Linked DNA regions of Mus musculus: all the other regions are linked to region 1. A link is a contact called in public Hi-C, HiChIP or PLAC-seq, Micro-C and promoter capture Hi-C data. All regions are on one chromosome and are shown on one strand. Each heading gives the region's core, a stretch centred on a gene start, on an enhancer-like site or on the middle of the called end of the contact. The rest is flanking DNA. Distances are from core to core; before and after follow the strand shown. Region 1 holds the start of Pbx3 (pre B cell leukemia homeobox 3). Region 2 holds the start of Cntrl (centriolin). Region 3 holds the start of Stom (stomatin). Region 4 holds the start of Lmx1b (LIM homeobox transcription factor 1 beta). Region 5 holds the start of Zbtb43 (zinc finger and BTB domain containing 43). Region 6 holds the start of Rab14 (RAB14, member RAS oncogene family). Region 7 holds the start of Zbtb34 (zinc finger and BTB domain containing 34).

Region 1 (2,801 bases), core at 31-2,530:
CGGGTTACCATAGCGACCGTGGGACGGGCAGGGCTTTTAGACCCTTTTCCCGGTCTCAGCCCAGGACTTTCGAACGCTCCAATTGGGACAACCCTTTCTTGGCTCTGTCCCGCCTCGTTCGGCGCTGAGCGCAATGCGATTGGCCCTGTGCTTGAGGCCTTGTGCCCAGAGGGTACCACCTCTTGATATGAAGAGCGGGAAAGTATCCCAGGCACTGTCCGAGGCGTGAAGCTCATCTCATGCAATGGGGGACCACGCTGTCGGCTACGGGTACACTTTATTCGGTCCTATATAACACCTCTAAGTCCCCAACTGCTAATAATAGGGAAGGAGCAGGATCCGGGGACAACACTTTGCTGGCTGGACTGACCGACCATCTGTGGAGTGCCGGCGCGAGTAGCCCATAAGGCTCCCGGGCTGGCTCTCAGGCACCCCACAGCAGAGGCCAGAGGGGACGGGCTGCGTTCTAGGGGCGGGGCCAGTGGCGGCGGCGGGAGGCGCAAAGCCCAATGAGAGAAGGCTCCGCCTCCGGAGGCGGGGCATCCGGGGCGCTCCCCCGCCCTTCAGCTCTCCCTGCCCCTCCCCCCGCGGGCGCCGGGGCCGCAGTGAGTGAGTGGCACTGGCAGCCTGTCAATCCCTCAGCCGAGCGGCCTTCGAGCCCGGTCCACAGCGGCTGCTGACTGGGTGCGCGGCACCGGAGGTGGCGGCGGCGAGTTCTCCCGCCTCATCAATCTGCTGTCCGCCCGGCGTGCGGCCCGCCGGGGCCCTCCACCGGGCTCCGTGTCCCCGCCGCGCCGGCCCGCCCGCTCCCAAACTTTCCTCCTCCGCCCCTCTCGCTCCCCGCGGCCCGCCCGTCGGCCTCCTTCTCCTCCTCCTCCGCAGCCCGCCGCCGCCGCCGCCGCTCCCTCCCTCGGGGCCGCCGGTGCTCCGATCCCGCCCGGTTGAGGCGGCGGCGGCGGCGGCAGGCGGCTGAGGGAGGGGACCGTTCTGGCTGGCGCGGGCGGCGGCGGCCGCGGCGTCCCGGCAACTCGGCTGGCGCTGAGGACCAAGTTGTGCGGGGCCGCCCGGCGCGGCGAGGGGCGCTGAGGAGGCAGCGCGGCGGCCGCGTGAGGGCAGCGGGCACCACCGCCTCCGCCTCCGCCGGCGAGCGCGCCGCTTCCGCCCGCCGCTGTCCTCAGTCTCCTCCGCGGCGGAAGCCGGAGCCGGACGCCGGTCCGCGTCCCCTCAGTCGCGGGCCGCGCCGGGCCAGGCCGCCCCCTCCCGCGCGGGCGGGGAGCGCGCGGCCGCCTCCCCCTCCCCCTCCCCCTCTTTCTTCTCCTCCCTCGCCGCCGCCGCCGCTGCCGCCGCCGCCGCCTCAGCCTTCGCCTCCGCCGCCGCCGCCCGCTCCCGCCCGCGCGCGGCGGGATGGACGATCAATCCAGGATGCTGCAGACTCTGGCCGGGGTGAACCTGGCCGGCCACTCGGTCCAGGGGGGTATGGCTCTGCCGCCTCCCCCTCACGGCCACGAAGGGGCGGACGGCGACGGCAGGAAGCAGGACATCGGCGACATCCTCCACCAGATCATGACCATCACCGACCAGAGCTTGGACGAGGCGCAAGCAAAGTTGGTGTCGTCTCATTAAGCATCTTTTGTGTGTGTACGGGAGCCGGGCTCGGGTCCCGGCTGGCTCCCGGGACCCGGGCCTCAGTTGCGGGCGGGAACTTTCTCCGCCCGCCGGGCACTTGCTGTGTCCCCCATCGCGCGGGCAAAGTTGCTCGCCGGGCTCGGGACAAACTCGATCATTGCTTCGTCCGTGCCCTGCTGCCCGCCCCCCTCCCCAGATTTAAACCTCCCGCTCGGACCCCAGCGCGCTCCGCGTCCCAGCCGGGTCCGTGGCCGCACCGCAGGGAAGTGCAACTTTCTCCGCCTGCCCAGACTCCGGGCACCCACTCCCCTCGGCCCAGTCCGGGGTGACCGGCTGCTTCCCCGCACAACCCTGTGCGGGAGCGCCAAGTTCTCTAGAGGGAGGGCCGCTTGGCAAACTTTGCGGAGCTGTCACCCGCTGATTATTAGCCGCCCGCTGGCCGCTGCGCCCGCTCCTCTTGTGGAGCTTGGGCGTTGGGGTTCCCTCCGCTCCGGTCTGGTCCCTTGGGTCCCGCCGCGGCCCCCGGAGCGGAGCCTCATGCACGGGTCACTCCTGTGTACGCCGAGGCTTCTGTCGAGCCAGCAGATGGGTCACGCTGCTATCGGGCTGGAGCTCTCAGCCGCTAGAGCTTGCCGCCAGTTGCGAACTAGTAAACTTGAGTTTTTGTTGACTTCCCGTGGTTCAAAGGAGCTTTTCCAAACTGGGGGCCGGTTTTAAATCTTGGGTCTAACTTAAAGGAAGGCGCCATATTATTCCAATAGGTGATGCTAATACCTTTGTGTTTTGCTATTTGTTTTTTAGGAAACATGCTCTGAACTGTCACAGAATGAAACCGGCGCTCTTCAGCGTCTTGTGTGAGATCAAAGAGAAAACAGGTAAGACTCTGCTGCTCACAGTGGGCCTGGAGACCCCCGAGGTGGGGTCAGATCTACTCCTTCGACTCTCCAGTTGAGAGCTGCTGCTTTTGGGCACCGCCATCTTTGATCATTCTTTGCTTCCCACCTCCTGATCTTGAGAAAAAAAAAACAAACCTGCAATAAATCTGGAGTCTATTTCTCAATTCTGCTTTGGTACTAAATGAAGTGTATATGAGAATGGAGCTGGGTCGCAGTTCCCTAGGAGGTAGTCCCTGGTTTCAGTCGGGGAGGGGGCTCTAGCTAGTTGCCCTCTCCTAT
Region 2 (2,976 bases), core at 51-2,550, 740 kb before region 1:
TAGCTGAGTGTGGTATCAGACCATCTTCAAATAAGACAAATGCTCATCTGCAACCAACGAAGCTGTCCTTGCAGATTCTATTTCTGTCCATAAGTGCTGTCCATTCTCAGAACCCTGATTCACTGAGAGGGTCAGCCTATGAGATAGTGTGTGTTTCTACATGCAGACTTCACAGGAGCTATGGCAACTCAGGGAGGGAAGCAGGGGTGTGGAACCATCACTTAATCTTTCAGTGATCCAGGTTTCTGGAACCCACTGAATACTTCCCTAATTCTATAGGAATCATTACTTAGAAGTAATAATTTACTAATCAGGGGAAGTAACATAGGACCTCATAATAATTTAATGAGGATTTGATAAGAATAATTCTAGATGGTTTATAATTTCAGATTTTTTAAGAGAAGACTATGATGTAGGATACAAAATAATTGAATTGTCTAGTGATATAGAATGCACTGCAACCAGAGACATGGGAGCCAAATAAACCCTTTCCTCCCGGAGTTGCTTTCTGTCACAATGTCTTACCACAGCAATGGAAACCTTAACTAAGACATCTAGGAAGTGGTTAAGGGACATGCCCAGAGCCCCAGTGAGATGGCTCGGTGGGTAAGGGCATTTTCTGTGCTAATTTGACGTTCTAAGTTCTGTATCTGTAGCCCACGGAAAAGTGGAGAAAACCCGACTCCACAAAGTTGTCCTTTGCCCTCCATATGCGCATCACGATATGTGTCCCGTGTCCGTCCCCCCACCCCCATCATCCACACATGCTTCAAAAAGGAAAAAAGGAACAAGCTCAGAGTCACAGAACTGAGGTTAAACAGCAGAGCCCTCAGGACCGCCAGCCCATCTCCATCGCAGTTATCCCGCAGACGGTGACACACCCCGGCACTCTTCCCTCTCTGCGGGAACCTCATCCTTCTAAGCGCCGCACCCCAACTTTGCGACTCAGCAGCGCCCCGACCTAGGCTGTGCACGCCTCTCCTCCCCTGCCCTCCCTCCCCTGCCCACGCCGGCCCCGGCCCTCCTCCTTCCCGTCCAATCCCCTTTCCAAGCACACTCCCCCGCCCCGAATGCGTCCGGAGCCGGCACACCTCACGCTGGACCAGGGCTTTCCGGCCTTTGCCGCCCGCCACCCAGGCTCGGTCCGGACGCCGAAGTACACTCACCGCCTCAGCACGGGAAGGAACGGCCTAGCGGGAGGGGCGAGGCGGAGACGCCGGGATACTTCCCCTCAGGAGACCGACAGCACAGCAGCCATTTTGTTGTGTTGTGCCGGTTGCCGAGAGGGCCAGCTTGGTGTGGGCGGGGCTTGTTATCGCCACGCCCCCGACACGGACTAGTGGACGGGACGGGGCGGAGGCGCTTCCCGCCACCCTTGCCGCCTCTGCGCGCGCTCAATTTGGGGGTGCGAAGCTTCCGGGTATGAACCTGGCGGGCTGTGGTCAGCCCTCTGGGCGCCGAGTCTGTGAGGAGAGATTTTTTCCACTGAAGCAATGGGGGAAGGCTTACGTTCCTCTCCCTAAGGCAACAACCGGAGGAACCAGTATGGAGATGTTCACAGCATTCGATCTTGGGATGATGGAAGGCAGGCCTTGAGCTCTCCCGTGTCTCGATGCACACTATCCTTTACGCGACTATTTTGGAGGCAAATTGTCATACTTGGAAACTGATCGAGCCGGACGTGGCTGCACCTCAAGACTGCTTGGGCTCCAGTGACCATTCACTTGAGCTATATGATCCTAGGATTCACAGTCCAAGAGTGCCCCTTATGTTAGTACAAAAGAACTAAAGCAAGCATTTACAGAGACTTGAGCAGATCATGCCCCAAAGAGCAGCCTTCTACTGTATTTCCTAATTGTCTGCACCATGTGCTTGCGGAGGCCAGAAGAGGGCATCAGATCCCACATAACTGCAGGTACAGACCTTTGTGAGCTGCCATTTGGGTAGAGGAATCGAACCTGGGGCCTCTGGAAGAGCAGTTATATGCTCTTAAGCACTGAGCCATCTCTGCACCCTCTCCATCATCTTTCTTAACTACCTTGTTCTCCAGTCAGGCATTAACGTTTCCTTTCTTTACCACAAACTTCCTGGCTCATTTTTCTAACACTTTTACAAATTTCCTTTCTGCCTCAATTTCTACTCTCATGTAACATATAATCGTCCCCATTTCCAGCAGTTAACCTTAATGATTTGAAAGAACTTAGAACAGTAGCTGATAAGTCTAATTTTTATCATTAAGCAAGACTTCTTAGAAGTCAACTTTCATCTTAACTCTGAAAGAAGAGTTTAACCAAGGGCAGGTGTTTGCTTGGCAAAGAGAACAGCTTGTACAAACCCCAGGAAGGATTGGGAAAGTTGGCAATGAGCTGGACATTAAGTAATTCAGGGCGGTTTGAAGAAAACATAAGTAATGCACAAATGCAGTTCAGTATGAATTATGCAAACGTCTGGTGTGGTGACGCTAAATATGAAGGGGAACCTTTTAAGCAGCATGAAGCCTGTTTGTAGAAGCTGAGGTCGTTTGACCTAATGGGAAGTTCTGATCATTTCCAGCAGGAGGCACTATTGGATCTGGTGGGCATGGTCCTCTCTTTCTCCGCAACTTTGCAGCACAATTTTTGGCTGTTGGAAAGCAAACTCTATGCAAAGATCTATTTAACCTTGAAAGGACTTTGGACCTATTTTCAGACAAAGTTCAGATGTTAGGTATTAGTTCAGTGTACATTGGTGAGATTCTGGTCTTTGGTACTTGTCTTTCAGCCAGAGACTTGGATTAATTGCACAAACTCATGATTGTTTTCCCTAATCTGTAATGGCATTCAGATGAGTTCCATCGTCAGATTACACTGTGCCAGAGTCAATTCATCAGTCCAGTCAGTAGTCATCAAAAAGTACACACAAAATCCAGGGGTCTCTCTCGGAACACTCATTTTTCTCTGCTTTCATGTTGCCCTATTTTCCTCCTTTATAGAGATA
Region 3 (2,739 bases), core at 196-2,695, 960 kb before region 1:
TTAAAATTCTAGAACCTTCACCCTCAAGCAAAGGTCGACTTGATCCTTCCCACTGTCACTTTCCTGCTTTCTTCTGGACAATATCAGTGTTCCAGAGCTATAAAGTCAAGGGACAGCATTTCATGAGAGGGAACCACCACAAGGCATCTGGAATTACACAGCAAATACTGTGTGTGTGTGTGTGTGTGTGTCAGAGAGAGAGAGAGAGAGAGAGAGAGAGAGAGAGAGAGAGAGAATGTTTCCAAGAGGGAGCTCTCAGCAGTGATGAACTAGCTCTGTATCTTTATAACTGTGTTTATAAGAATGTATATACATGTGATAAAATGGCATATTTGAATACTTATTCTGTCAGGGCCAATTTCCTATTTTGAGACTGCACATAAAACAGATTTAACTATAGGAGTAACATGAATAGAGGGTCCTTGTGACCACTATAATGTCTTTTCAGCTTTCTGTGATTCTATGTTTATTCAAAATAAAATGCCTTTTAAAAGTTTATTTTGTGTACCTTAATATTTCCCTGAACAGTTTGCATTGGGACAGTCCAGGGAGAAAAACAAAAACAAAAACAAACAAACAAAAAAAAAAACCAGCAGTGATTTTTCAAACATGAGGTTTTCAGTTACAAACTGCAAGGGAGGCAACTTGAGACTGGGAGGGTTCTGGCAAGTGCTTCCTCCAGAGCCTGGACACTGTAAAATGTAATTTTAGAATCCAGGCCCGACCTTTCACCTCTCATGAATAAGTCTGCCCCCATTCCAAGGTTGGCTCTTTCAGGGGACATTTTTCACGGGCCACATCCTTATTTATAGAAAGAAGCCTTTCGGTTTTGATTAATCAAATGGGCTCCGTGCTGTTGCTTTCGAAACACCCTTAGCTTGTTTGTTTGTGGTATAATACAAACTTCACGAGGGCTGGCACTGTGTCCACCTCTGCCCACTGCATCAACTGGGAGGCCCTCGCCTGCTAGAGGCCAAGCGCTCCGTAAGTTAATTTTGTCTGAAAAAAGTAATGTACCGCCTGGAAATTGGTCTTCTTTGGGGCAAGAGCATTGACGCGAACTCCTTCCTCTCACTGCCTACCCGATGTACCAGGCTATACTCAGCACCCTCAGCACGCCCCTCAATCTGCAAGACCCCCACTACAAGAGGACGCCTTCCCCCTCACTAATGCCTGGAATCACAGGATGCCTTGCACCGCTCCTCAGCCCCGCCCTGTTCTCACAGCTTCTCCTCGGATCAACCCACTGGAAGCTGGAGCGAGACTCTGGCAGGGCCTTAAGCATTCTGGCCTCACTGTCTTACCCTCCTAGTATCTGCCTGCCAACACCCCCTTCAGGCCACGCCCCCTCCGGTCACGCACTCTGAGGGCGGGAGAGGCGTGTCTTCTCCTCCATTCCCGGGCACCTATTGGGCGGGCCGCCAGCTGGGGGCGGGACTGCACCAGAGCTTGAGCCCCTTCGTTGCTAACGGCTCTCAGTAAAGCTCCGGCTTTGGGAACTGACGAGTTTTTGAGCGACTCTGACTCCAGCACTATGTCTGACAAACGGCAGTCCAGCCATGTCCAGTCTCAGCGGATCCCTGAGTCCTTCAGAGGTGAGTCTCTCGTCCCCCGCACAGCCTCTTCAAGCCCCCCTCTGGGTCCCGAGACCCACCGCCTGCAGTGAGAACCCCCGCAGACCGCCGGCGTGCCTCCACTGCACTGTGTGCGCTTCGCAGAGCCGTCGTCTTCTTCATTCCTGGGTTCTCGGGCTGATACATGATGATTTGGGGGTGCTGGGGTGCAGCCTGCATGGCAGTCAAGAGGGCGCACTCGCGCGGCAGGGGCGTGTATCCATTGCTCGGCACCCTAGCAGGCAAGAACTGGCTTATCCTTTGGGTCCTAGATGCCAGGTGCCTATCACCAGCGCTTCTTTATCTCGGGCGGTGCACGCAGACCAGGACAGACCCTGGCAGCCAGGAGTGGTAGAGGCGCCTCTTCTGCAGCTTCAGCCTCCTCTGCTCATTCTTGTTTCTTTTCTGCCCCAGCGCCTGGGAGGGGAAGCAAGCAGTCCCAACAAGTAGCCTTCAGCAATCCCTACGTGATCCACAGTCCTCTGAACCAGGGAAGAACTCCCACCCTCTTCCTGCCGTCCCCAGCTTCGGGAAACTAATCAATTTCCTAGTAAAGGGCTAGGCTTCAACCTATGACACAGTAGGCGGTATAGGCAGAAGAAAGGAGGTCTCCCTGGCTTTCCTTCCAGTTCCATTGTCTGTCCCATACTGTGTCCACTTTTGTCTTAGAGATCTCTCCTTCCAGGTAAATAGCTCACCACTCTTCTGGAGCCTTCCTAGTTTTGAAGGCAAGAACTGTTAGCAGGCCCTCAGGCTATCTTCTATAAAAAAATTAGAGCCCTTGAGCGAACTACCTCCTTGAGCCTTTAAATTGTATAACTCCTTGGGGTCAGGAGATGCCCAGTAAGAGAAAATAAACCTCGCAGGAGTCCTGCTATCCTCCTGGGAGCTTTACTAATCTAAAGGAATTATTTCTAAAGATGGAATTTCAGGGAGAATGACACGGTGGAAGAGATTTAGGAGGCTGAGTGGGCTTTTCCATCATCCTGCGGAGACAGCTGTCATCCATTCGGATTATTTGCAAAGCCAACCTGGCCTCCCATCTAACGCCCATCCCCCTGCCCAGAAGCATCTTTAACTCTTTCTCAGGCGAATCTTGAGGATCTCAGATGGCTCCAGAGTGTTG
Region 4 (2,706 bases), core at 119-2,618, 730 kb after region 1:
AGGGGACCCGCCCTCCGAGCCCTCCATCCCCTCCCGGCTTCGCGCCGCTGCTCCACAGCCGGAGGGGCCAGGGCCGCCCAGCAGCAGCTCGCAGGGGCTGTTAACTCCTGCCCTGGGACCGCACCATCCCTCCTGCTATTCCAGGACGAAACCCGCGCGGGAGTGGTGGGGCCGAAGGTACCCTGTTTCCCGATGCGACGTCTTCTAGTTTTCTCGCGGATGTCTGGCCGGATGCACCCAGGAGTCTCCAGCTGCGTGCCGCTGGCCTTGCGTTGCCCGCTGTCGAGGCCCACTTTGCCAAGGGTGGCCAGCGCTCAGTCTCTAACCCTGGCCAGGTCCCTTAGCCACAATGAAAGGGCACCGATTTCAGAGGTCACACAGATTTCCTTAGAACGACTGTACCCATGCCGTTCCAGGCCTCCACCCCTAGATCTTGAGGACACCACTTCTTACCTGCCCCTCATACTCCAAGCCTTGGGAGGCCCAGCCTTCGCCCACTGACCCCGGCCGGGAACAAGATATCTTTCCGAGCCCTGTTGACCCTCTTAACACTCTCTTGGTCTCAACCCGGGCCTGACCGTCCTCTTTCACCCAAGATCTCCCATTCTGGCTATGAGAGCCCCCTCAACTCATTCCCCCGCCCTATTTCTGCCAGGCCTGGGCTTTTTGGGACTACTTACTCAAACTACAGCCCTTACACCCCCTCCCCAGGTCAGGGTTCCCTTTGGCGAGTCCGGGGCCAGCGGTTCTTGCTTACATTTGATGTTCCCCATCCCTCGACCCTAGGAGCCCTCTCAGCACACCAGGCTGTCCGGTGCAGGCCCCGCCTCCCGAGGGGACACCAACTCAGACCCTGCGACCTACCTTAGACTACGAGTCCGGGTTTGGGCCAGCCGCTCCCGCCTGGCGCTGTCCCCTGGAGAAGTCGCTGCGTTCCCCGCCGTCCTCACAGTCTGGCCTCGCTTGGGGCCACTCCTCTGAGCGCTGGAGCTTAAAAAAAAAACAACAAAAATATTAATAATAAAAAAGGCAAGAAAGAAAAAAAAGAAAGCCTGATTTCCCCAACTCCCAAATCAATTTTTCAAGAGGGGTGGGGCACAGGATTTGTTTCGATGGCTAACCAAACTTCTGCCAATGGTGGACAGGATGGTCGCCTGGATTCAGGGCGCGGCACGGGGTGCAGGACGGGGGCTAAGGGAGCCCTCCCGCAGGGAGGGGGGGAGGCGACGGCACTATTTGACGTGGAGCAGCCGGCTCATCCCGGCGCAGTGATACGAGGCGCACCAATGAGTTCAAATGTCAGGAAGTTTGAGGAGGGGTGAGGCGGCTCGGGGCCGGAGTATCCCTCCGCCGCCAGCCCCAGCTCTAAACCGAGCGGCTCCTCGGGCGCACCATGGCACTGGAGTAGTGCGGGGAGCGCGCCTGGAGCCCCGCGGCCTGCTGCGCCCCGCCCGGGACCCTGCTGCGACGCCCGCGCCCCCCCAGCCCGCGGGGCCGCCCCTGCACCCCCGCCCCCTCCCCCGCCCGCCGCCGCCGCCGCCGCCTCCTCCTACTCCTCCGGGCGGCTCCGCGTGCCGCCCGCTGCTGCAGCCGGGACCCGGGGCTGACAAGCAGGTGACAGGCGAGCAGCGAGTGCGCGTGGCTGCGAGTAGCCGGTAGAGAGCGGCGCGCGGGGCTGCCAGCCGCCCGGGCCCTCCCGCACGACGCCGGGGCCCGGGGCCAGCGCGCCGCCGCTCCACGCTCGCCCCGGGGCAGCGGGCGGCCCCGACCCCGCGGGCGCCGCGCCTCCCCGGCTGCAGCGGAGCGGGCGGACGGGCCGGAGGGTGAGCGGCCCAGCCGGCGGGGTCCGCAGCGCGCCGGGCGTCCCATGGATATAGCAACAGGTCCCGAGTCGCTGGAGAGGTGCTTCCCTCGCGGGCAGACGGACTGCGCCAAGATGTTGGACGGCATCAAGATGTTGGACGGCATCAAGATGGAGGAGCACGCCCTTCGCCCCGGGCCCGCCACCCTGGGGGTGCTGCTGGGTGAGTGCTGGGTCGCAACGCTCGAATAGTGCGGGTCAGGGGGTAGGGTTGTCCGTCGTGCCGCTGTGGATACCGGCGTGAGGGGCAAAGAATAAAGAAAATAGGTTTTCAGGACGTGGGGAGGGGGTCCGGACCCCTGGAATGACCACCGGAGGGGTAACAAGCACACCGAGACAGAGCTCCCTGAGGGGAAAACGTTCAGGGACGTCACCTAGACAGAGGACTGAACAGCCTCAGCCGTCACTCACACCGTCCTCTCCGGGTCTGGGTTCTAGTGCTGCTACACTGGACTGAGCTGGGGTGGGAAGCGGGTGGCAGGGATGCTGGAGAACCAAGTTGTCTCCTTAGAGCCCGGGAGAGAGGCCAGGTCACCTGGGGAAGGGGAGCTTTTAGAAGAGAAAACTATCCCCGGGTCTATCCCAACCGCGGTTCTTGGGGTAGAAGGTTCCAACAGCATCGTGGGGCGTGTCAGCCAGCGAGTGTCCTGGCCTCACCTCGCTGGTTGGGTTCCAGCCGGCCACCCCGCGCGGAGCTCCTTCTCGTTGGTAATAACACCATCCGCTGGATCTCCGCGAGCGGGGAGAGCGCAGCGCCCAGCCAAGGCTGCAGGCCCTCGGCCTCACGGCGCCCCAGCTTACGGAAAGGAGCGTGCTGTCTAGGGCTGCCGGGTCTCTGGCTCGCC
Region 5 (2,700 bases), core at 199-2,698, 900 kb after region 1:
GAAATGAACTCAGGACCTCTGGAAGAACAGCCAGTGCTCTTAACCTCTGAGGCATCTCTCCGACCCCAACCCCAGCCCCAATTTTTTCTTTTTTATATGCATGTGTATTTGTATGTGTGTTCATGCAGATGTGGTTGTGCTGGTCAAAGGAAAACCCCTAGTGCCAGCCACTCCTTTTAGGCAGGTTCTCTGTTATTCTGAAACTCACTGATCCCTGCCTCCACAGCACTGGCGTTAAAATCCTGCCACCACACCTGCTATTTTTATATGGTTCTGGGAGTGAATTCAGGTCCTTAAGTTGCAATGCTTTGTAAAGGATTTACCAACTGAGCCATTCCCTTAATCCCCACGTTTTTTCCCCTAGCAAGATGTTCCGCACCTGTTCCCAGTTCTGTGCTTCAGTATTTGTTTTCTTTCGTTTTGTTTCCCCGAACTTCTAAAAAAAAATTTTTTTTTTTAATGTGTATGTGTGTTTTGCCTGCACACAAGTCTGGGTACTGTTTGCCTGCCTGGTGTCAGTGGAGGCCGGAAGAGGGAGACAGATAACCTGGAACTGGAGTTAGGGAGGCTGTGTGCCACCAGTTGGGTGCTTGAAATTGAACACAGGTCCCCTGGAAGAGAAATGAGTAGTCTTAACTATTGAGCCATTTTTCCAGCCCTCCCAGAATTTCTTTGAATAATTCTCTCGGGGAGTCCCAACCTCCTCTCTAAATACGGCTGAGTTCCAGAGCCCAACCAAGAAGTAGGCGTGCAAGCTGGGCGGTGGTGGCGCAAGCCTTTAATCCCAGTACTTGGGAGGCAGAGGCAGAGGCAGAGGCAGAGGCAGAGGCAGGCGGATTTCTGAGTTCAAGGCCAGCCTGGTCTACAAAGTGAGCTCCAGGACAGCCAGAGCTATACAGAGAAACCCTGTCTCGAAAAAACCAAAAAAAAAAAAAAAAAGAGAGAGAGAGAGAAAGAAAACAAAACAAAACAAACAAAAAAACAAAAAAGAAGTAGGCGCACACCTGGGAAACTGACCTAAGACACAAATGTGTGTCGGGTCCAGCTTGTGTATCCACCCTACACCAACTATGGGGAACACATCCTTGCAATCCTGATACTCAGCAGGTGCAGGTACGAGTGGATTTAAGTCCAACTTAAAGCCATCTTGAAATGTTATTACTTTTTTTTTTTTTTTTTTTTTTTGGTGGTGGTGGTGGTGGTGGGGTGAGCGTATAAATTGCAAGAGTCAGTCTTCCACTAAGGCTTCCAGAGCTACGAACTCGAAATTATCTCACTCTTCGAGACCATTGCGCAGACGCCAGTACCCTGCGCGTGCTCTCCTGAAGACCCGCCCCGAAAGCACGCCTGGAGCATGCGCACATCCCAGCGTCGACGACACGCCTCCGGAAGCACTGGCAATTTCGAGGGCGGGATCAGAAAGCGTATCCGAGGGACGAGAGGCTCGGGCGGAAGTTGTCCCCGCGGTGGCGGCGGAGAATAAGGCCTTGGTACGGCAACGGGGACGCTCCGGTAGGCTGGAGCTACGGGCGCGGAGCCGTCTGAAGGTACTGCGGGGCGGGGAGGCTGGGCGCTCGCGCGGGAGGTCGCGGTCGGGGTCACGAGTGGCCGCGACACGGGACACTGCTCTCCCTCCGACGGCGGTGATGCGGGACGGCGCGAGTGACTCCGAAGCCCCGGCGCCCCGGCTTAGAGTCCTGCGGCCTCCCGGGCGACCTCTTGGCCAAGGTCACCCCGCGGCAGGTGCACCGCCGCCTGGAGCTCTTGGAGAATCCGCCCCCGGGGCGACCTCCGGGTCGAGCCACCCACGCACGAACCGACGCCGCGAAGGAGAACCTCGCTGCCCTGAGTTTCGCCTCTTTGTCAGACCGTTGTCACCTGTTTTGTCCTCACCTGGCCTCTTGTCAGCTGGAGTTTATACTTTGCATCTTTGGTGGTGACAACCTTTGGACTTTGTCTTTACCTCTGTCTCCTCCCTTGCCTCAGTGTTTTTTGACTCTGCTTCTGCCCCCTCGGGCCGCCCTCTGGTTCAGGGCCCGAAAGTCACACTGACTTCTTGGTCATTTGTCTGTCTGTCTCTCTGTGTGTGTGTGTGTGTGTCTGTCTCTCTCTCTCTCTCTCTCTCTCTCTCTCTCTCTCTCTCTCTGCCAATGTTGTGTTCTTGTTCTCTCCTTCCCAACTGAGTTTGTTTAGGCAGGGCGGGCCTTGCCTGGACCTCTGAGCCATGGAAGGTGACTCATGACCCTGTAAAACTCCCCTGGCCGGGCACCATTACCAGTGGCCCGATCACAGTCTGGTCTCAGTTCTGACAAGTGTCACCAAACCTAATAAAGTGTCAGGAGCTACTGCTTTCACGGTGAAGGCCCATCTCAGGATCTAGGCAGTGGTTTGCGCAGGTCTCCACAACTCTTTGCTCTTTCCAGAAACCCTGGGTGGCCTCCAGGGCTGTTTGGAGCTGCTCTGTTTAACCAGGCCAGCATCTACAGGCTTAGGAAGGACTAGACTTCCATCTGCCTCTGAGACCCTTAACTTAGCACAGTAGCAGAGTTCTAGGAGCAGTTTACTGAAGAACTTAGAAACCTAATAGGAATCCATTCCCTGCTTGTTTCCAAAGTATTGTCTGAGACAGAGACACCATAGGGAGGAACACTGAAACTTTTGGAGTGGAGTGTATCTGGAATAGACAGGAGATGAAACATA
Region 6 (2,783 bases), core at 38-2,537, 830 kb before region 1:
CATCCTTACTTTGGAGAAAAGTCTGAGGACCTGAGAAAGTAAATGACATGTATAAAACTGTTGTCTGTATCATGTATTTATCAAAACAAGAGATTTTCAAACTGCTATGTATTTTTCTAATGACATCTCACTTTCCTAAGGCAGAACCAGTTTACAACGAAAGGTTTTAAACGCTTAGAATTGCGACTTTTCTTTGGGGGTTCTGGAAAGGGCCATTTTATCCACTAGGCATGGTAGGGATAATGGTTACAGTCCATAGTCCCTTCAGAGACACACAAGATATGTACCAAATCCTTTAAAATCATGGGGGGAAACCTGGGTGTGATGGTGCATGTCTTTAACCATAACACGGGAATACAGAGACTGGCAAATCTCTGCAAGTTAGAGGCCACCCTGATTCACATAGTGAGTTCCAGGGGAACCAGAAGTACATACTGAAATCCTGTATTGAACCCCACTCCACTCCTCAAAAAAAATCAGGAGAAAAAAGGTCAACTTCTATGCTGAAAAAAAAAATTGCTTTGCTTTGCGTTATTAACATATCCATCCTTGTGGCAATGTAATTGTAAAATATAAATTAAACGTAAATGTAAGATAAATAACGTAAATGTCAAATAAATAATAAGATAAAAAAAGGAAATGTAAGATAAACGTAAATGTAAGATAAGTAAATCCACATCCAGGTTCTACAAGGCAAAAAGACGAAAGACCAAGAAAGTGAAACTGTTGCTTTCACCAAGGTGTCTTGGGAAGGTGGGAGTGGGAAGTGTCTTGGGAAGGTGGGAGTAAAAATGTCAAGTTTCCCTCTTCCTGTTGCTGGTGTCCGCAAAGCAAGGTTAAGCTAGACAAAGATGAAACACAAGAAAGGGCCACCTCCTAGCTACATGATTATACAAATGGGTTGGTCAATGTGAACCACCCTTTTGCCTCTGATGGCACGAGAAGCGTCTCTGGGTGTTGGCCAGCCTTGTTCCTACTAGTCTCCAATTGGTCTGTAAATGTTGAATAAATGCAGTAAATACGTGTGTGTTCCAGAAGCCGGTATACAGAGGCGGCCCAGTGATAAGCAGTTACGCGTATTAAAAATAGTTAGGTCTCTAACGGCGACAATTCTGGACAGACACTGTCAACCCTTAGAAAACAGCGTGCGAACCTGCGCAGTAACTCCGCCGGGAGGCGTGGCACACGACTACGCTTGCGCAGGCTCCTTTCCCCGCCTCCTTCAGGCGTGAGGACCAGTGGGGGCGGGCCGAGGCCGAGGCGGGTCTACTCCGGAGGGGCGAACTGACGAAGGGGCGTGGCCGTCAGGTTAGTCTCCACCACCCTCTTCCGGGCTCCGCTGGCTGCGCGCGCATCCTCCCCCCTTCTTTTGTGGTCCGGCCCATTGCGAGGGTGACAGGAAACCCTGTGCAGGGAGCGCCGCCATCTTGGGCCAGCCCGAGGAAGATCCTGAGGGAGCCGCAGGAGCAGCCGCCGCCGCCACCGCGACTGCCACCCGAGTGTCTGCAACCTCCGGCCAGCCCGCCTACCTGCCAGGGCCTCGGCTGACGGATTCCGGCCTCCCTCCCGCCGCGTCCGCCCTCCGCTTCCTCGTCCTGACGTCCCCCTCCCGTCCGGAAAGCTGCCCAGCCACCAGCAACCCCCCAGGTAACCAAGGCCTTCCGCAGGGGCCGCCGGAGCCAGCCTCCCAGCCCGGCCCTTCCAAGGGGCGGAGGCGAGCCGAGAGGTAGGCGGGCGGCGTCCCGGGCTGGGCCCCGCAGGCCGCGGCCAGCCCGGGGGTCGGCGGAGGGCGCCGGCCTGACAGGACTCCGCGGGGCGAGCTGTCGCCCGCGCCGTCCCGGGCGGCTCGCGCTCCCTGCCCGCAGCCGGGCTCCGAGGCGTGCAGGGAGGGTGTGTTCCCACCTCATCCGTCCGACCTGCGGGGCACAGCCGCGGCCTCCGCAGGCCCGAGTCTCGCCGCCTTTGCCCGCGGCTGTAGAACACCCCCGCAGTGTTGCCCCACGCGTGGCGCGCCGGCCTGCCACCCACGAGCCCCCAGCCGTGGCAGTCCCACCCTACAGGGCCTCAACAAAAGGCAGCGCTTCGGCGTCTCGGGCTGGCTCCCGTGTCCTTGTAAGCCACCGCTCTGTCGTCCCGGCTGAGGATTGGGCGTGTGGGACTGTGCGCGAGGTTCTCCGAATCCCTGTAAAGTCCCTGGCCAGCCTGCACTGGTTGGAACCTAGACAGCATCTAGAAAGAACGAAGGGAAAAAGTTTGGGCATCTCGAGAATTTGAGAAAAGACGATGGAACGGGAACGCTAAAACTCCAGTGTGTGCCAGACACGGGTTTAGGTGTCTTCACACATAGCTTGCTTGCTTCGAGTGCCTTTTGAGAGTTTTCCGCATTTTTTTAATAAGGGGCGAGGGACGGACCGAAGCCAGAAGTTGTCCTGTAGCTGAGTAATGATGGAACACAAATGATGGCTTCTCCCTATCCTGGCTGGTATGTTTTGTACTACAGTACATTCCACGAGGGCTGAGATACACAATACTGGATCGGTTCAGAGAGGAGACAACTGAATTCCATTTTCTCTCCATTCACACTGGGTGAGAACTGATAAGACCCAAAATCTATCATGTCAGCTGCTACTCTGGCAAATGCTCCTTGGAGGAGAGGTGGTGGTAGCATGTCCTCCGTATTTGTGAAGAAAGCTATGTTCTTGGTGGCTGCACAGCCAAGTATGGAAATTCTTGGAAAGTTTACTGGTCATGACATGTTGTTTCAATTACCTTTTATGTAAATG
Region 7 (2,700 bases), core at 56-2,555, 940 kb after region 1:
AAGAATCAGTTAAAATGATGAGCCCCAGCCGGGTGTGGTGACGCACGCCTTTAATCCCAGCACTCGGGAGGCAGAGGCAGGTGGATTTCTGAGTTCGAGGCCAGCCTGGTCTACAGAGTGAGTTCCAGGACAGCAGAGCTACACAGAGAAACCCTGTCTCGAAAAACAAAAAAAAAAAAAAAAAAAAAAAAAGATGAGCCCCCAGGCTGGGTTCACAGGGAAACAGAATCTCATTGCTGTGGACATTGTGAACAAGCCCAGACTTCCTGCCCGAGGTAGTCTGTTTTGTTTTGCTTTTTCTTCTTCTTTTTAGCTGTTCCTTTTTATTGTATGTGCTGGGTGTTTTGTCTCCATGTATGTGTGGGTACCACGTACATGCTTAGTGTTGGGAGAGGCCAGAAAAGGGCGTTGGATCTCTAAAACAGGAGTTATAGACAGATTGAGGCCTGACATGTGGTGCTGAGAATTGAACCTAAACAGTCAGCTGTCTTTTTAAATTAGATATTGTCTTCATTTACATTTCAAATGCTATCCCAGTCAGCAGTCTTAACTGCTGAGCCATCTCTCCAGCCTGTGGGTTCTTGTATTATTATTATTTGGTTTTTCGAGACAGGGTTTTTCTATAGACCTGGCTGTCCTGGAACTCACTCTGTAGACCAGGCTGGCCTTGAACTCAGAAATCTGCCTGCCTCTGCTTCCCAAGTGCTGGGATTAAAGGCGTGTGCCACCACTGCCCGGCTGGGATCTTGTTTTAAAGCCAGATAGCCTTCTTTTTGCAGAAGAGAAAAGCTGCCCAGGTAGTTGGGCATGGGGACTCACACTTGTAGTGTAATCCTGGGTACACAGATCTGTTTGAGTTGAAGGCCAACCTTATATATATAGTGGAATTCTGTTTTTTAAGACCTTGTCTCAAGGCAAGACCCTAAAATAATAAAAATAGAAATAAAGAACTTAAAAAGCATGGCTTAGCAGGTCGTAGGTGTGGGGCTTTCCACAGGCTTAGGGTCCGGGTGCACACGGTCGAGTCCTGCTCCGGCCAGCAGGTGGAGCCAAGGAGAAGGCGGGCGGAAGGCCACGGGCCGCAGAGTCGGGATTTCAGGCTCCAAACCCGGGTTGCTGTTCAGCTACCCGCCCGTCTACTGGTCGGCCTGCAGCACTAGCCAGGAGCTGGGATTCCGACCGGCCCGCCGCGAGAAGTCCGGCCATATCGACACCCGCCCGGGTCCGCGCCTGCCCGGAAGCGCGGGCGCCGAGGGGGCGGGGCCTGGAAGCGCTTCCGGGGGCGGGGGGCGCGGGCAGGGGCGGCAGCGGGAGCGGCGGGGAAGGGCCTGGCGCCGGCGGCGGCGGCGGCGGAGGGGGCGCCGCGGGCGGGCGATGTGAACGCGGCGCGCGGCCCAGGTGAGGCTGGCGGGCTGCGGGCAGAGGCGGCAGGGTCGGGGCGACCCGTGGGGCGGCTGTCCGACCTCCCCCGTGAGCGCGGCGGGACGGGGGAGAGGCTGCCTGGTCAGTGTCGGGGCCGGCCGGGCGGGGTCTTGAGGCCCGGGCACCTGCCGGAGGCCAGGCGCTTGGCCCCGAGGGGTGGCGACCCGGGGCAGCTGCCCTGCACCCCTCCAGCCTCCGCCCCGGGCGGCTCGCTCTCCCTCCCGTACCGAGGGGTCTTAGTGACCGTTGTCCCCGGAGAGCCAGGCCCGGTTTGCGGGGGTCAGCGGGAGGCTGCCCAGGAGCCGCTGCCTCTGGCCATCGCCGTGTGCCAGGTAAACAGGCGGCGCGTGTTAAGCTTGGCCTGGGTGGTCTGCGTGGCCACTGGCGCAGGGCTGAGGACGGACTGGGGAGGGGGCGTGTTAAAATACTGCTCGCCTAGGCCAGGTGACTGTTAGGGGGCTACTCAATTCTGGGACGCCCCATCTTGAGGTTTTCAGCAAGTCTTTCCCATTCCATGCTGGGCCTCAGTTTCTCCATGTAAGAACTGAGAGTTTAGATGAACTCCCTACAGACCTCTCATGCTGTGAATATCTGACATTGCAAGGTCTATGCCTGGTTCAACACGCTGGGCAGTTCTACCGATGTCTCCCCCTCCACTCCAGATGTAGACTTTTTAACCACTTCGTGCACTTTGCCTCGGGGAGGTTTAAAATGATTCCCAGAAGGGTTTTCTTGGAAATAGCTTTACTGATCCTTCATCGTTCCTTGCTGCCGTCCGTAGTTTTCCCGTGGAGCGTTTTGCATGCAAACATTTTGCTGTCCGTATTTGCCCATTCTCTCTTTGTTCCCTAGTCTAGGCTGTTTTTGCTTCACATCTGGATTATTGCAACAGCTTCTTAGTTGGTCTCTGACTCCAGAGGTTTCACCCTCCCCCATCCTTCCTTTATGCTAACGCCAAACTTAGTGTAGGAAGTTTAAAAAAAATAGTAGAGTGCTTGCTTAGTAAAAGTCAAAATGCAGTTGAGTGGTGGACGAAAGGAGTTGAAGGTACAGTGAGTCTCCAAGGCTTTACAGTGGGTGTTCAGACATTGCCTGTGACTAGGTGATGTCTGTGACACAAGGCCACGTCCCGTGGAATTCAGCAGGAGAGGTATAGGTCAGCGAAGGGTGGTACTTGAACTGTGTGTTAAAGGGGAGTAGGATTCAGATAGGGAAAAAAGGATCCTATGGAGTTAGTGATTAGTGCAGCTTCCTGGCCGAGGAGGGGTAAGATGGGAG

The links. Promoter capture Hi-C pulls out the DNA fragments that hold promoters and counts their contacts. Hi-C and Micro-C count contacts between places; a contact is called where the count stands out from the background. HiChIP or PLAC-seq counts read pairs in DNA pulled down with a chosen protein or histone mark. Capture Hi-C pulls out chosen DNA fragments and counts their contacts.
Region 2: a contact with region 1 is called in a promoter capture Hi-C map of embryonic stem cells, with 3 times the contacts expected there. The contact joins the promoter of Cntrl here to the promoter of Pbx3 in region 1. A contact is called at or near these places in 3 of 39 promoter capture datasets (embryonic stem cells, erythroid cells and pre-B cells), 1 of 484 Hi-C or Micro-C datasets (embryonic stem cells), 1 of 115 datasets of contacts at active chromatin or transcription factors (astrocytes) and 1 of 9 other capture datasets (adipose tissue).
Region 3: a contact with region 1 is called in a promoter capture Hi-C map of liver, with 2.7 times the contacts expected there. The contact joins the promoter of Stom here to the promoter of Pbx3 in region 1. A contact is called at or near these places in 1 of 115 datasets of contacts at active chromatin or transcription factors (microglia) and 1 of 9 other capture datasets (liver).
Region 4: a Micro-C map of embryonic stem cells shows a contact between it and region 1, with 5 times the contacts expected there. The contact joins the promoter of Lmx1b here to the promoter of Pbx3 in region 1. A contact is called at or near these places in 4 of 39 promoter capture datasets (the C10 cell line, embryonic stem cells, frontonasal cranial neural crest and 1 more), 6 of 484 Hi-C or Micro-C datasets (all in embryonic stem cells), 7 of 115 datasets of contacts at active chromatin or transcription factors (astrocytes, embryonic forebrain and embryonic stem cells) and 1 of 9 other capture datasets (embryonic stem cells).
Region 5: a promoter capture Hi-C map of liver shows a contact between it and region 1, with 4 times the contacts expected there. The contact joins the promoter of Zbtb43 here to the promoter of Pbx3 in region 1. A contact is called at or near these places in 2 of 39 promoter capture datasets (hippocampal neurons and liver), 1 of 484 Hi-C or Micro-C datasets (CD8 T cells), 1 of 115 datasets of contacts at active chromatin or transcription factors (astrocytes) and 2 of 9 other capture datasets (adipose tissue and liver).
Region 6: a Hi-C map of CD8 T cells shows a contact between it and region 1, with 2.9 times the contacts expected there. The contact joins the promoter of Rab14 here to the promoter of Pbx3 in region 1.
Region 7: a contact with region 1 is called in an H3K27ac HiChIP or PLAC-seq map of microglia, with 6 times the contacts expected there. The contact joins the promoter of Zbtb34 here to the promoter of Pbx3 in region 1. A contact is called at or near these places in 2 of 39 promoter capture datasets (both in liver), 4 of 115 datasets of contacts at active chromatin or transcription factors (bone marrow-derived macrophages, microglia, pancreatic cancer cells and 1 more) and 1 of 9 other capture datasets (liver).

What each region holds. Positions count from the first base shown.
Region 1 is chr2:34,370,524-34,373,324 of GRCm38.p6, reverse strand. It overlaps Pbx3 (pre B cell leukemia homeobox 3), which reads left to right and starts at 1,280. Exons shown (of 9, transcript NM_016768.2): 1 at 1,280-1,604; 2 at 2,428-2,501. The coding sequence starts at 1,405.
Region 2 is chr2:35,107,820-35,110,795 of GRCm38.p6, reverse strand. It overlaps Cntrl (centriolin), which reads right to left and starts at 1,300. Exons shown (of 44, transcript NM_001379274.1): 1 at 1,167-1,300.
Region 3 is chr2:35,335,715-35,338,453 of GRCm38.p6, reverse strand. It overlaps Stom (stomatin), which reads left to right and starts at 1,445. Exons shown (of 7, transcript NM_013515.2): 1 at 1,445-1,595. The coding sequence starts at 1,535.
Region 4 is chr2:33,639,760-33,642,465 of GRCm38.p6, reverse strand. Lmx1b (LIM homeobox transcription factor 1 beta) reads left to right here and starts at 1,368. Exons shown (of 8, transcript NM_010725.3): 1 at 1,368-2,024. The coding sequence starts at 1,868. It overlaps Gm39790 (a long non-coding RNA gene), which reads right to left. Exons shown (of 3, transcript XR_866136.3): 1 at 2,519-2,706; 2 at 2,236-2,396; 3 at 1,995-2,087. C130021I20Rik (Riken cDNA C130021I20 gene) reads right to left here and starts at 1,273. Exons shown (of 3, transcript NR_046275.1): 1 at 1,122-1,273; 2 at 865-990; 3 at 1-339.
Region 5 is chr2:33,467,280-33,469,979 of GRCm38.p6, reverse strand. It overlaps Zbtb43 (zinc finger and BTB domain containing 43), which reads left to right and starts at 1,448. Exons shown (of 3, transcript NM_001025594.1): 1 at 1,448-1,547.
Region 6 is chr2:35,199,624-35,202,406 of GRCm38.p6, reverse strand. Rab14 (RAB14, member RAS oncogene family) reads left to right here and starts at 1,287. Exons shown (of 8, transcript NM_026697.4): 1 at 1,287-1,647.
Region 7 is chr2:33,429,929-33,432,628 of GRCm38.p6, reverse strand. It overlaps Zbtb34 (zinc finger and BTB domain containing 34), which reads left to right and starts at 1,305. Exons shown (of 3, transcript NM_001085507.1): 1 at 1,305-1,398.